2 separate regions of the Mus musculus genome follow, and region 1 is linked to region 2. The links are chromatin contacts, called in public promoter capture Hi-C maps. All regions are on one chromosome and are shown on one strand. The core of a region is the stretch at or near the end of the contact, and the rest is flanking DNA. Distances in the headings are between cores, read along the strand shown. Region 1 holds the start of Ndufb11 (NADH:ubiquinone oxidoreductase subunit B11). Region 2 holds the start of Fundc1 (FUN14 domain containing 1).

Region 1 (5,808 bases), core at 1,012-3,511, 3.0 Mb after region 2:
GAACCAGGTAAATAACAAGCAGCGGATGAGTAATGCTTCTTAGGCCCTGCTCGGTAAGCCATCAGTCATCTTCTGGTAACTGGATCTTGCTGGGATCGAAGTAGTTGGATTCCATGATGGGAAGGCCATTGACTTCTCGGTATTTCACAAGTCTCTCAGCTTCCCGGCGGGCCCACTCTTGCATCCTAAAAGCAACAAGTGGGTTATGATGTGAGGGAACCTTACTAGACAGAAGTTCCCAACTTTAGCACCCTATCCCCCACCAGTACAGGGTAAGAATTCTGGCCAGAGACTCCTCCAACCTCTACCTTTGCCTCTGCCCCTTCCCACTCAACTTTCTTAGAAAACCCCTATACCTGTAATCAGGCACATAAGCCACGAAGGTGGTCCCAAAGACCAGGACGATGGAAAAACCAAAGAAGAAGACAGCTCGCATATTCCAGACGTCCACCACAGGGTCACTATCATAACCATGAAAGTCAGGGTTCTGAGGAGAAGGAGAGGTCAATTAGGGCTTCTTGCTGCTCCATAAAGTTATATCCTGGCCTTGCATGACCTGGTCTCTAATCCGCCCTCCAATCTCTAACCAATCTCTTATCCCTGATTAAAATCCTTTCTCTACTTTTAGGATACGTGAAATTCCTTCCCACCACAGGGCTGTGACATTTGCTGCTCTCGAGGCCTAGAAAGCTCTTCTTCCAAATCTAATCACCACTGAATTCATCACCATCTCCCCATCCAAGATTTTGACTTTCTTTCCAAATGAATAATTGGCCTCACGTACTTGTTTGGGAGTGCTCACCCTGTCTGTTAAGTTTCATCCTTGGAAAGTGCTATTTATAAAGATTAAAAAAATGTTTGGATATTGGCAATTTCCTATGGGTCCACTTATTCTATAGGACCCTATAATAATTTAAGATCTTCAATCAGATGTTAATGTTGAATATACTAGGCCTTTTCAAAAACACAAACCTCACAATATCCTCAGTAGAGTGGAAATGGCAATAATAAACACCTTCTAATTTGGAGTACTTCTGAAGTAAGTGGTAAGAGCTGCAGTGACCATTCTGACTCATATGAAGCAGGTGTGTTTTTCTTAGCTTTCCTAGTACTTTTCTCACTTTACAAAGAAACCGAGGCACCAAGAGATTAAATTACTTGTCCAAGGTCATACAAGTGAATAATTTTCAACCCAAGATGTCTGACTCCAGAATCTCTGCTCTCCATAAAGCACAGGAATTCAGTCCTGAATGCAAATAATCAGCTCCATGACCTACTCAAGCTGTGATCTTGGGCTAGCAACTTGTGTTTTAGTATCCTCATCTATGTCACTGTAACAGTTACAGTGCCTACTTCAGTAACAGTTATAGTGCCTACTTCAAAATCACGCTACTTTAGAATTGAGATGAGTAAATAGATACAAAGTGTCTAGCACAGCCTGGCATTATGCACGTGTTACCTTAGAGTTTAGTATTACCCTAATTATAAAGTTTCTAACATGCTTTGGGTGCTGCCCTCTTTCAGTGTGATTTCTGACTGCAAATAAGGCAACGAAAGAGAAAAACAAGCTAGGCAAAATTTCTGAATATTCGAAGATTTTGTCCACTGCTCAAATCTCGGGCCGGAGAATGTCCGCTTTGACACTGGTTTCCCTGGTCCAGATTGGCCCCTACAGCGTCCCGTTTTCCCCCCTCCCTCTCACCTTCGCGTAGACGTTTTCGTCCTCGGGTTCTGGGTCCTCCTGCCACTGCATGGTCGGTTCTCGTTGCCGCTTTTTCTCCACACCGGATGGGGCGATTACAGCCCTGGAGGACTCCCAGCGAACGCGAGCAGCCGGGAGCCCTCTCATCGCCCCCGCTGCTGACAGGCAGCGACCATACAAGCTTAACAGTCGGGCCGCCATGACAGCTTGTACTGCGGAGTCCTGGGGGGCGGGGGGGGGGAGGGAGACGGAAATACAATGTGCGCAGCTGCGGTTGATCCCAGCGCGATTTTTGTCGCTCCGCCCTTACCTTGCTAAATAGATCCCCGGCCTAAGTTTGTTTACGAGTTCGGCGAGGTGCGGACTCTATTTTGCCTCCCACGCCGTGTCGCTACCGAATCAACGTTATCATTTCTGTTAGTCTGGGAGAGAGTTGTTTTTGAGAGGTCTGTTCATTTTCTTCGTAAGAAGAAAGCGGTGACATCTAGATGGCCCTGTAGGGAAAGAGGTGGAGCTTCTAGTTGTCTTTCAACTTCAAAGGACAGCAAGCTTCTAAAGAGCGGGCCTCTTAGGGGTAGCCAATAGCTACTCTTTTTTCTGGACTCCTGGGCCGTTCTCACAGGGAATGGGGAGGTAGCATATGCTTGCCAATCAGAGAATGCCAGGGCCAGCCAATGGTGACCGGCAACCAATCGTCAAGGCCGGCCAGAGCGCGCTCCCTTAGTAGGTGGATGGTGGTCGGATCGCCGGCTCTCTTCTCGTCGCCATTTTGTGTTGGTGACTGTGGCCGGCTAGGAGGAGGTGGCACCGAGTTTCCTTGGGAGGGCAACGCGTCGGTCGCGTCTCCCCTCCCCCTTTCCTCCTTTTTGCTCCCAGTCTTGGACTTGGTAGTTGCATGCATTGGCTCCCATTTGAACTAACAGTTCTGAAGGAGGTGGTGGCGGGCGGAGGTGATGCCTGGGAGCCCTCCCTTGACAGCCCGGGCCGAGAAGGTGAGCGCCGTTGCGGGTCGTGGGATCGGAGGTAAAGGAGCTGGGCGCGTGGGAGGGGGAGAGGGCCGGTGTGCATAGAAGAGGCGCGGGGACGGACTGTACCCTCGGAGTTCGCACAGAGCTGAGGGATGCCTGCACAGCCTGCACCTGAAGAGGGGGTATGGTCCCCCACCCCAGCTTTTTTCTTATGAAAGCAAAAGCGCGTGCGCGATTGGGACGCGGGATGGGTGCACGCGGGTTGGGGGAAGGGAGAGACAGATGGGAGTGGGGTACTGTGACTTACTGTATTTGCCCACCGAACTTTTTATCTTTTGAAACGCGCGTGTTTGCGACTTTGCGGGGGGTGTTCTTAGAGGAGGGTTGTGCTGACTGCCCTTGTTACTTAACTATCCACGGGGAAATACTCTGGCTGCGGCCTCTATTCATTTATGTGGTGGGAATGAGGGTGACAAGCGCGGAGAAAGAAAGTGAATATGGTTTTTATCCTTGGGGTCTGTATCTGACCTCTGATCCTTATCAGGAAGCAGGCTTGTTACTGATCGACCCCAACTTAGTTAGTTTGGGGAGGGGGTGCAGAGAATATATATATCCGGCGTTTCTTCTTTTGGGAGTTGTATCTGTAACAGTGAGGTCTATATATTCAAAGGGAAATCCGTTTAATTGTGTCTCTTATAGGTATCCTGTGATCCTGGCCCTTGGCTATTTTGGGGGCTTGTCTGTAACTTTGTTTCTTTTCTGTGCTGTGTATGCAACAAAATTAGACTCATTCTTTTGCCATTGAGCATTTTGTGTCAGGTTCTCATCCACTGGGGTTCCTGCCTGTGATTCTTTTCCCCATCTGGGGGAAGTTAACTGATCCTTGAGTTGGAAGAGAAAATAGGTACTTAAGAGAAAAGGTGTTGTGGCAACCTACCGTTGGGCAAGTACTATACCCGCCTAGCTTTACTTGGTTCCTGTACAAATGGGTGGCAGCTAAAGATTCAGGGGTAATTTTGATCTCTGGTTGGGTCATGACACTCTCAGATCTTGTACTTCTCAAGGCAGTCCCAAAAGTTGGATGAAGTAGCTGTCCCTGTCACTCAGTAGAACAAGATGTTTTGGAACCACTTGGGAAAGAGGCCCCTTTTGCCTCTGGAAAGCTTAGCCTAAGCTCCCTGGGGAGAGATTCACCTGGGGACCTGGCTGCACATTAGGGCGGAACTACTTGCTGTGTTGAGGATCAGAGCTGTGTTGGCCAAAAAGCCCAGGGAGGTGGCAGCTGTCTTGTTGCCATGTTAGCCGCCTCCCCCCTCCAAAAGCCTTTCAGGGTTTCTGACTGCCTTGTTGGGGGTATAGTTGGCATCTTGTTGGGAGGTTGAAATAATACCCTGACCCATGGAAAGGAGTCTGAGATTCCTTCTGTTGTGAAGTCTTTTGCTACTGTATTGTCTTTTGGAGTTTTGCTAGTTTTTGTGATGGGACCTCAGGGCCTTGAATGTGCTGGGCAAGTGTTCTACCCTCAACTATACCCCATCCAATTATTGTAAAAGTCTTATTTTTGTGACTAATGTGCCTAATCTAGGCAAATCATTTAGCACTTGCCCTTCCCTTCCCAGCAACCAGCCATGGGCTTACATTTGTCTACCAGTCTAAGAATGCAAAACCTTGGTCATAAATAGCCTGTGGCCCCACCAAATCTTTATGAGATATCTTTGTTTGATGAGGGCTTTGCTATTTTCTAGGGTAGTGGAATATGGGGGAAGAAAAGGAGAGAGAGCCAAGTAGGGGTTGTCTTCCTGAACTGTTGCACGGAAGCACGAGGAAATGGAAAACAATGTCCTTGGGTTATAGGACAGTAGGGAATCTTGACAATGACTGTCTCCTCAAGGAGGCCCTCTCTGCTCCAACTGCCTTGACCCCTTTCTTCCTTCCATTCTCTGTAGAGTCTCTGCAGGAGGTATCACCCAGACGGGCAGATCATGCTGGCAGCAACAGGGGTGGCTGAGAAGTGAAAGGAGCCAGCTACTGAGGAGGGGCCCCAGCAGCCCCTAAAACTCCTATCAGGACATGGAGTATGAAAGACGGTGAGTTATCCCCTCCCTCCCCTCCCAGTGTGAGCACTGGTTTAGGATGAAGGGCGCTCTAGGCAGGAGAAACAACACAGCAAAGAAATGGACTCTTTTCAGCACATGTGCATCTGTGCTCTGAGAATGCACAGGTGAATGACACAATGACTGTAGGTCTCCCCTGTAAGAGACTGTCTTGCTATGTATAGCATTACATGGAAGAGCACATAGTTTACAGGTGATACCAAACAGCCTGATGAGTACCATGACTGGACGTGAAGGTGGGGTTTTTGTTAATATGGGTGTGGAGGCCAGAGAGTGGTGCCAGGTGTCCACCCAATTGCTCCTCCATCTTAGTTTTTGAGACTGGGTCTTTCATTGAACCCAGAGCTCACAGATTTAGCTATACTGGCTGGCCAGCAAGCCTGAGGGAGTCTCTTTTTTTCTACCTCTTCATCACTGGGATTGAAGGCATGTGCTACACCTGGTGTTTTTATATGGACACTGGATAATCAAGCTTATGCCCTCATATACCACAAGAAGTTTACTGATTAAGGCATCTTCCAGGCCTGCTTTTCTTTTTTTTTTTTTTTTTTGTCTTGAGACAGTTTCTCTTTATAGTCCATACTGGCCAACTTGTGGTTTTCCTAAGACCTGGGGTGACAGGTGTTCCACCACACCCAGTTTATACACAAAGTGCTTTGGTTTGGTTTTGAGATGGATCTTGTTCTGTTAACTAAGTTGGTCTCAAAATCTTGAGCTCCAGTTCTACTTCATCTTCCTTAGTAGCTGAGAAAACGGGGTGTGACATCTCATGGTATATATAGTTTTGTTTTGCTTTTCAGCTAGTTGTGTTTTGCTCTTCAGCTCTGATAAAAAAAAAAGTAGTATACTTGGTAAAATTTAGAAACATTGAGTGTAAGTATAAGATCCTTTAGCACTCTGGTAGATTCCTGCCCCAGGTGATTCTGAAATCAGCGACTTAGCTACCATATTTTAAGAGAGCCCAGGGGGAATAAAAAGCCGGGCAGTGGTGGCGCACGCCTTTAATCCCAGCACTTTGATCCCA
Region 2 (6,221 bases), core at 804-3,303:
ACAGTGAATCATCTAATTGACCGAGGCCCTGAGCAGAAATTTCCCTTCTAACTGTATGATTTTTCAATAAAGCAGTATTAATACTGTGCCTGTGCTCCATGGAATCTTCACCATAATTGTTCTTTGTTTGTTTTAAATTATGAAATGGCATTTACAAGAAGGCATGGGGCATCATTATTCCGAGGTTCATGGAAAACACACATGAATAAATGTCATTTTCCCATGCCAAGAGGAAGTATGTAAATATTTTAATTAGCACAAGATGAATTTACCTTAAATGTAAAGAAAAAAAATGCTTACAACTTAATCACTGTCACTTCAAAAAAAAAAGAGTCATCAACATATTTCAAAATACTGAACTGTTTCTGCCCCTTTTTATCTGGTTAATATTTTATTCCAAAAATAATAGAATTAAAATACATGGTAACAACAATGTAAATATGTGCTTACATGAGCTGTTGCTTGATTAATGGTTATTAGCCACTCCTTATTGTACTCCAAATTATTGCATAATAAGTAATCATTGCATTAATTCTAAAGCAAAGGCAATCTTCTCAGATCTTCTTCAAAGCACTATCATAATCAGAACCAGTACACAAAAAATGTAGAATCTGATGCATCATTGTGAATAATTTTTACAGACCATTAATGCTTCTATGTACAGAGCTGAGAATCTTAGAGGCTAGTTCTGCAATGGGAGTTCTCATGTTTTTTCCAGTTATTGGCACTGAATAGCAAGTAACAACTTACTTATAATTAACTTGCTTAAGTTGAAAATTTGTTAATGAATTAAAGGAAGTGTAAAGGGTGGAAGTGGAACTATGGTGGGCCTTTGACAGAGGGAAATCATCAAAATCCAACCAGGACTATCTGAAGGCTGATACAACCAATAAGATCCGGGAAAAGCCCCAAAGTTGTGTTCTTCTGGAATTTAAAAGTGGGGAGCCACTGAAGATTTATGGAGGCTGTGCCATTTACAAAAGGACAAGAGCCAGGTTCCCACTAAAATTTAATGAAAAGAATGTTCTCACCAGCCAGTCACGCCACCCATTACAATCTGAGTAGCTACTGAGTATTTTTCTACCATAGGTCCGGAACTGTGGCCAAATACTCGATTCCACCAGTGGTGTCTTCTTGCATATTCAGTTAAATCCAACACTTCGTATGATTCGTCATCGCTTTCATAGTCTTTAAAAATACAAAATGGAAAAAAAAAACATTCATTCTACAGTCTGAAACGTCTCACAAGCTGTTTTCATAAAACCTGTGGGCCAACACACTGTCATGTCTGGTCTACAACTAAAAAGGCCCAGATGTAAACGAAGGAGCGTGATTAACTCGATCTGGGAGACTAGGGCCTCAAGCATAAAGGGCCTAGCAACAGCATCGGCATTTCCTTTCCCAAGGCTTAGGGACACGCAGCCAGAGGCCAGTTGAATTACAAAGCAGTGGGCGGTCACCCGCACAATGAGAATAAGGTCAGGGCAGGGTACATTTCCATCTGTGGGAAAAGGGGGCGAGGGGATGATCCTTCCATGAAAGGAAAAGTCAGGAACCTAGCAAGAGGAAATCAGAGCAGGACTAAAACGCAACCAACCATGGAAATCAACCCGCCAACCCTCCTAATTTTGCAAGATGGAGAAGGGCTCGAGGTGGGGGCAGGGCAGGGCAGGGTCTAGCCTTGGTTAGGTGTAGGTGAGCATGCTAAATTCCGCAGAGAGGGAAAGGAGACCTCTGGTTCAAAGGGGCTCTCGCAAAGGGGCTGTACAGCGACAGAGCCCCAGAAACACTGGAGGAGGGAAAGGGAGAAACACCATAGCAATAAAAGGTCGAGTGCTGTGGGCAGCGTCCCAGAGACTACTTCGGGCCCTGGCTGCTCACCTTGGGGAGGGGGGTTCCGGGATGCCATGATACCGCCAGCGGCCAGTTGGGGGTGGTCCCTGCCCGCCTCTCCCCACCACTTTAAAGGACGCTCTAGGCCGAGTTGGAAGTCTATGGTCTCTCTTTTTTCCTCAGCCTCCTCCTCGCCCCGCCCACACAGTCGCGTCACCGCCACTCTTCCCTGTACACGACCTCCAACAATTTGTGCGCAGCCGCAAGGCTTGGGACTTGTGATGGAATAGCTGAGTCCCCGCCCTCCTATTGCTTATGGGAAATGTAGTCCGTGCTCTTTTCCACTGTAGCCTGGGCATTACCCCAACCTGCTCTAAGTTTCTAAGAGTTTTTTGTTGTTTTGTCTTATTTTTGTTTTTGCTTTTTGGTTTTTTTGTTTGTTTGTTTTTTACGCTAAAGGAATGGAGGGAGGAGCGGCTAAGGGTAATAGAACAAGATAATCAGTTTAGTGTTGGCAGACTGTTCTTAACAAGTCTTTAGTCAGGATGCTTCAACGAAGCTGTCTTTCTGATTAGGTGTTCTTTTTTCAGGCCCTATCTTTGGCCTTTAGTTCTTTCAAGAATTCTGTTGGCTTTAACAGAAATTTCAGGCCCACTTCTTGCTTGATGTCTAATAACCCAGTCATTCTCCAGTAAGAACCCAATTAAACTAGCTCAGCAATAAACTCCCTTGATGTCTCCTCTTGGTAGGACTCTACACTTCGACCCCCTCAGATTATGCACTATAAATCTCCAGCTTTTTGTTGTTGTTGTTGTATCCCAAATTAAAATAGACCCACTATCTATTTTAACAAGTGTCAGGGCAAATATTTTAAAGGTTTTTTTTTTTAATGAAAAAAAATTTTAATTAGATATTTTCTTTATTTACATTTAAAATGTTATCCCCTTTCCTGGTTTCCCCTCTGAAAACCCTCCTCCCCCTATCACTTCCCCACTCCTCCAGCTCACCAACCCACCCACTCCTGCTGCCTGGCTCTGGCATTCCCCTATGCTGGGGCATAGAGCCTTCACAGGACCAATGGCCTCTCCTCCCATTGATGACTGACAAAGCCACCCTCTACTACATATGCAGCTGGAGCCATGGTCCCTCCATGTGTTTTCTTTGGTTGGTGGTTTAGTCCCTGGGTATCCTGGGAATAGCGGTTGGTTCATATTGTTGTTCCTCCTATGGGGCTGCAAATGCCTTCAGCTCCTTGGGTCCTTTCTCTTGTTCCTCCATTGGGGACCCTGTGCTCAGTCCAATGAATGGCTGTGAGCATTCACTTCTGTATTTGCCAGGCACTGGCAGAGCCTCTCAGGAGACAGCTATAACAGGCTCCTGTCAGCAAGCACTTGTTGGCATCCAGAAAAGTGTCTGGGTTTGGCGACTGTATATGGGATGGATCCCCAGGTCACATTTTTCTCAAACTGCTGAGGGCTCTAGTTTTTTTAGTGCCCTGTTAGTCGAGCAGACTTTTGCTTGTATTTTTGGTTGGTTGGTTATTTTTAGACAACATCTCACATAACCTAAGATTCTCTGGAACTCCCTATGTAGAGCACGCTGGCCTCAAACTTACACAGACCTACTTCCCTCTGCCTCTCCAGTATTAGGATTGTTTGTTTGTAAACATGGTCACACTATGTAGCCCAGGCTGGCCTCTGATGCTGGATTCCTCTGTCTCACTCTGCCCAGTGCTGTGATTACCGACATTCACCACAAAGCTGTGATTTTAAGAATTGTTATTATTTGAATGTGAAATAGGGATAAAGTCTGTTTTTTTACCACAAATTTCCATGGATTCTGTAGAATATAAAAACATGTTGGATACCAAAGAACTAACCCAAGTTCACATAAATCAGCACCAAACTTATTTTAAATATGCATTCTAGCCCTTCCGGTCTGCGGCAGCTCCATCACCTTGGGCTCGAACTCCGAAGACAGTCCCACAGTCCCCAAAGGACTCTCCACACGATCTTAGGATCACTGGTGAGTGGAAGACAACATCAGTTCCAAACCAATCTTGATGGGCCTGTGCCAGCAGCAGGGGCGCAGGAAACCCACTTGACCAGGGGCTCAAGTCCCTTCTGGTCAGTGCCAGCTCCAAGCCACCTTGGGCACGAACTCAACAGATCGTCCCACAGTCCACAGAGAACTCTCCACGCTACAGGCACCCTAGCACACCCAGGATCTTAGGATCACTGGTGAGTGGACACAACATCTGTTCCAAACCAATTGTGACAGGCCTGTGGCAGCAGGAGCAAGGACATGTGAGCCCTGCCTGACGAGCTGCTCAGGTTCCTTTTAATCAGTGCTGATATACCTTGGTTTCGAACACACCAGACAGCCCCATGGTCCCCAGAGGAGACACTACTTCCAGACGCTGTAACATGCCCAGGATCTTAGGATTCCAGGATACTAGGATACCAGGATACCAGGATAGCAGCAGCTTGCTCACTTCAGAACCTCGGGGTCTCAGAGGAAGCTTGACTGCCAAGAACTCTGACACAGCCAGAATCTCAGGTTAACAGGAGCCCGGAATCATAGAATCACAGAGAAACCTGGACACTGGGGAGTACTGAATCAATCCGGATTATAGAAAGGACAGGCTCCAATCAGATATATTGAGGGCAGCAAGCACTTGAGATAATCAGATGGCAGGAGGCAATCATACGAACAGAAGCAACAGAAACCAAGGTTACTTGGCAACATCAGAACCAAACTCTCCCACAATAGCAAGTCCTGGATACACCATCACATCAGAAAAGCAAGATATGGATCTAAAGTCACTTCTCATGATGATGATGGAGGACTTTAAGAAGGAAATAAATAACTCCCTTAAAGAAATACAGGAAAACACAGGTAAACAGCTAGAAGCACTTAAGTAGGAAACACAAAAATCCCTTAAAGAGTTACAGGAAAACACTACCAAACAGGTAAAAGAATTGAAAAACAAAAACATCCAGGATCTAAAAATAGAAGTAGAAGCAATAAAGAAATCACAAAGGGAGACAACTCTGGAGATAGAAATCCTAGGAGAGAAATCAGAAACCATAGATCCGAGCATCAGCAACAGAATACAAGAGATGGAAGAGAGAATCTCAGGTGCAGAAGATTCCATAGAAAACATGGACACAACAATCAAAGAAAATGCAAAATGCAAAAAGATCCTACCTAGCTCAAAACATCCAGGAAATCCAGAACACAATGAGAAGACCAAACCTAAGGATAATAGGTATAGATGAGAATGAAGACTTTCAACTTAAAGTGCCAGTAAATATATTCAACAAAATTATAGAAGAAAACTTCCCTAACCTAAAGAAAGAGATGCCCATGAACATAGAAGAAGCCTGCAGAACTCCAAATAGACTGGACCAGAAAAGAAATCACTACCAACATGTAATAATCAGAACAACAAATGCACTAAATAAGGATACAATATTAAAAGCAGTAAGGTAAAAAGGCCAAGTAACATATGGAGGCAGACCTATCAGAATTACACCAGACTTCTCACCAGAGACTATGAAAGTCAGAAGATCCTGGACAGATGTTATACAGACCCTAAGAGAACACAAATGCCAGCTCAGGGTACTATACCCAGCAAAAATCTCAATTACCATAGATGGAGAAACAAAGGTATTCCATGACAAAACCAAATTCACACAATATCTTTCCATAAATCCAGCCCTTCAAAGGATAATAAAGGGAAAACACCAACACAAAGATGGAAACTAGATCCTAGAAGAGGCAAGAAAGTAATCCTTCAACAAACCTAAAAGAATATAGCCACAGAACAGAATCCCAAATCTAACAACAAAAATAACAGGAAGTAACAGTTACTTTCCCTTAATATCTCTTAAAATCAACGGATTCAATTCCCCAATAAAAAGACATAGACTAACAGACTGGCTATATAATAATAAACAGGACCCAACATTTTGCTGCACAAAGGAAACCTACCTCAGGGAGAAAGACAGACACTACCTCAGAGTAAAAGACTAGAAAACAAATTTCCAAGCAAGTGGTCTAAAGAAACAAGCTGGAGTAGCCATCCTAATATCTGATAAGATTAATTTCCAACCCAAAGTCATCATAAAAGACAAGGAGGGGCACTTCATACTCATCAAAGGTAAAATCCTCCAAGAGGAACTCTCAATTCTGAATATCTACGCTCCAAATGCAATGGCAGGCACATTCATTAAAGACACTTTAGTAAAGCTCAAAGCACACATTGTACCTCACACAATAATAGTGGGAGACTTCAACACACCACTTTCATCAATGGACAGATCGTGGAAACAGAAGCTAAACAGAGACACAGTGAAACTAATAGAAGTTATGAAACAAATGAA

What was found. Promoter capture Hi-C pulls out the DNA fragments that hold promoters and counts their contacts.
Region 1: a contact with region 2 is called in a promoter capture Hi-C map of pre-B cells. The contact joins the promoter of Ndufb11 here to the promoter of Fundc1 in region 2. A contact is called at or near these places in 2 of 39 promoter capture datasets (pre-B cells and second pharyngeal arch cranial neural crest).

Annotation. Positions count from the first base shown.
Region 1 is chrX:20,615,358-20,621,165 of GRCm38.p6, forward strand. It overlaps Ndufb11 (NADH:ubiquinone oxidoreductase subunit B11), which reads right to left and starts at 2,262. Exons shown (of 3, transcript NM_019435.5): 1 at 1,703-2,262; 2 at 357-487; 3 at 1-185. The coding sequence starts at 1,903. The coding sequence ends at 62. It overlaps Rbm10 (RNA binding motif protein 10), which reads left to right and starts at 2,146. Exons shown (of 24, transcript NM_145627.3): 1 at 2,146-2,694; 2 at 4,617-4,757. The coding sequence starts at 4,741.
Region 2 is chrX:17,570,272-17,576,492 of GRCm38.p6, forward strand. Fundc1 (FUN14 domain containing 1) reads right to left here and starts at 2,054. Exons shown (of 5, transcript NM_028058.4): 1 at 1,882-2,054; 2 at 1,032-1,188. The coding sequence starts at 1,909.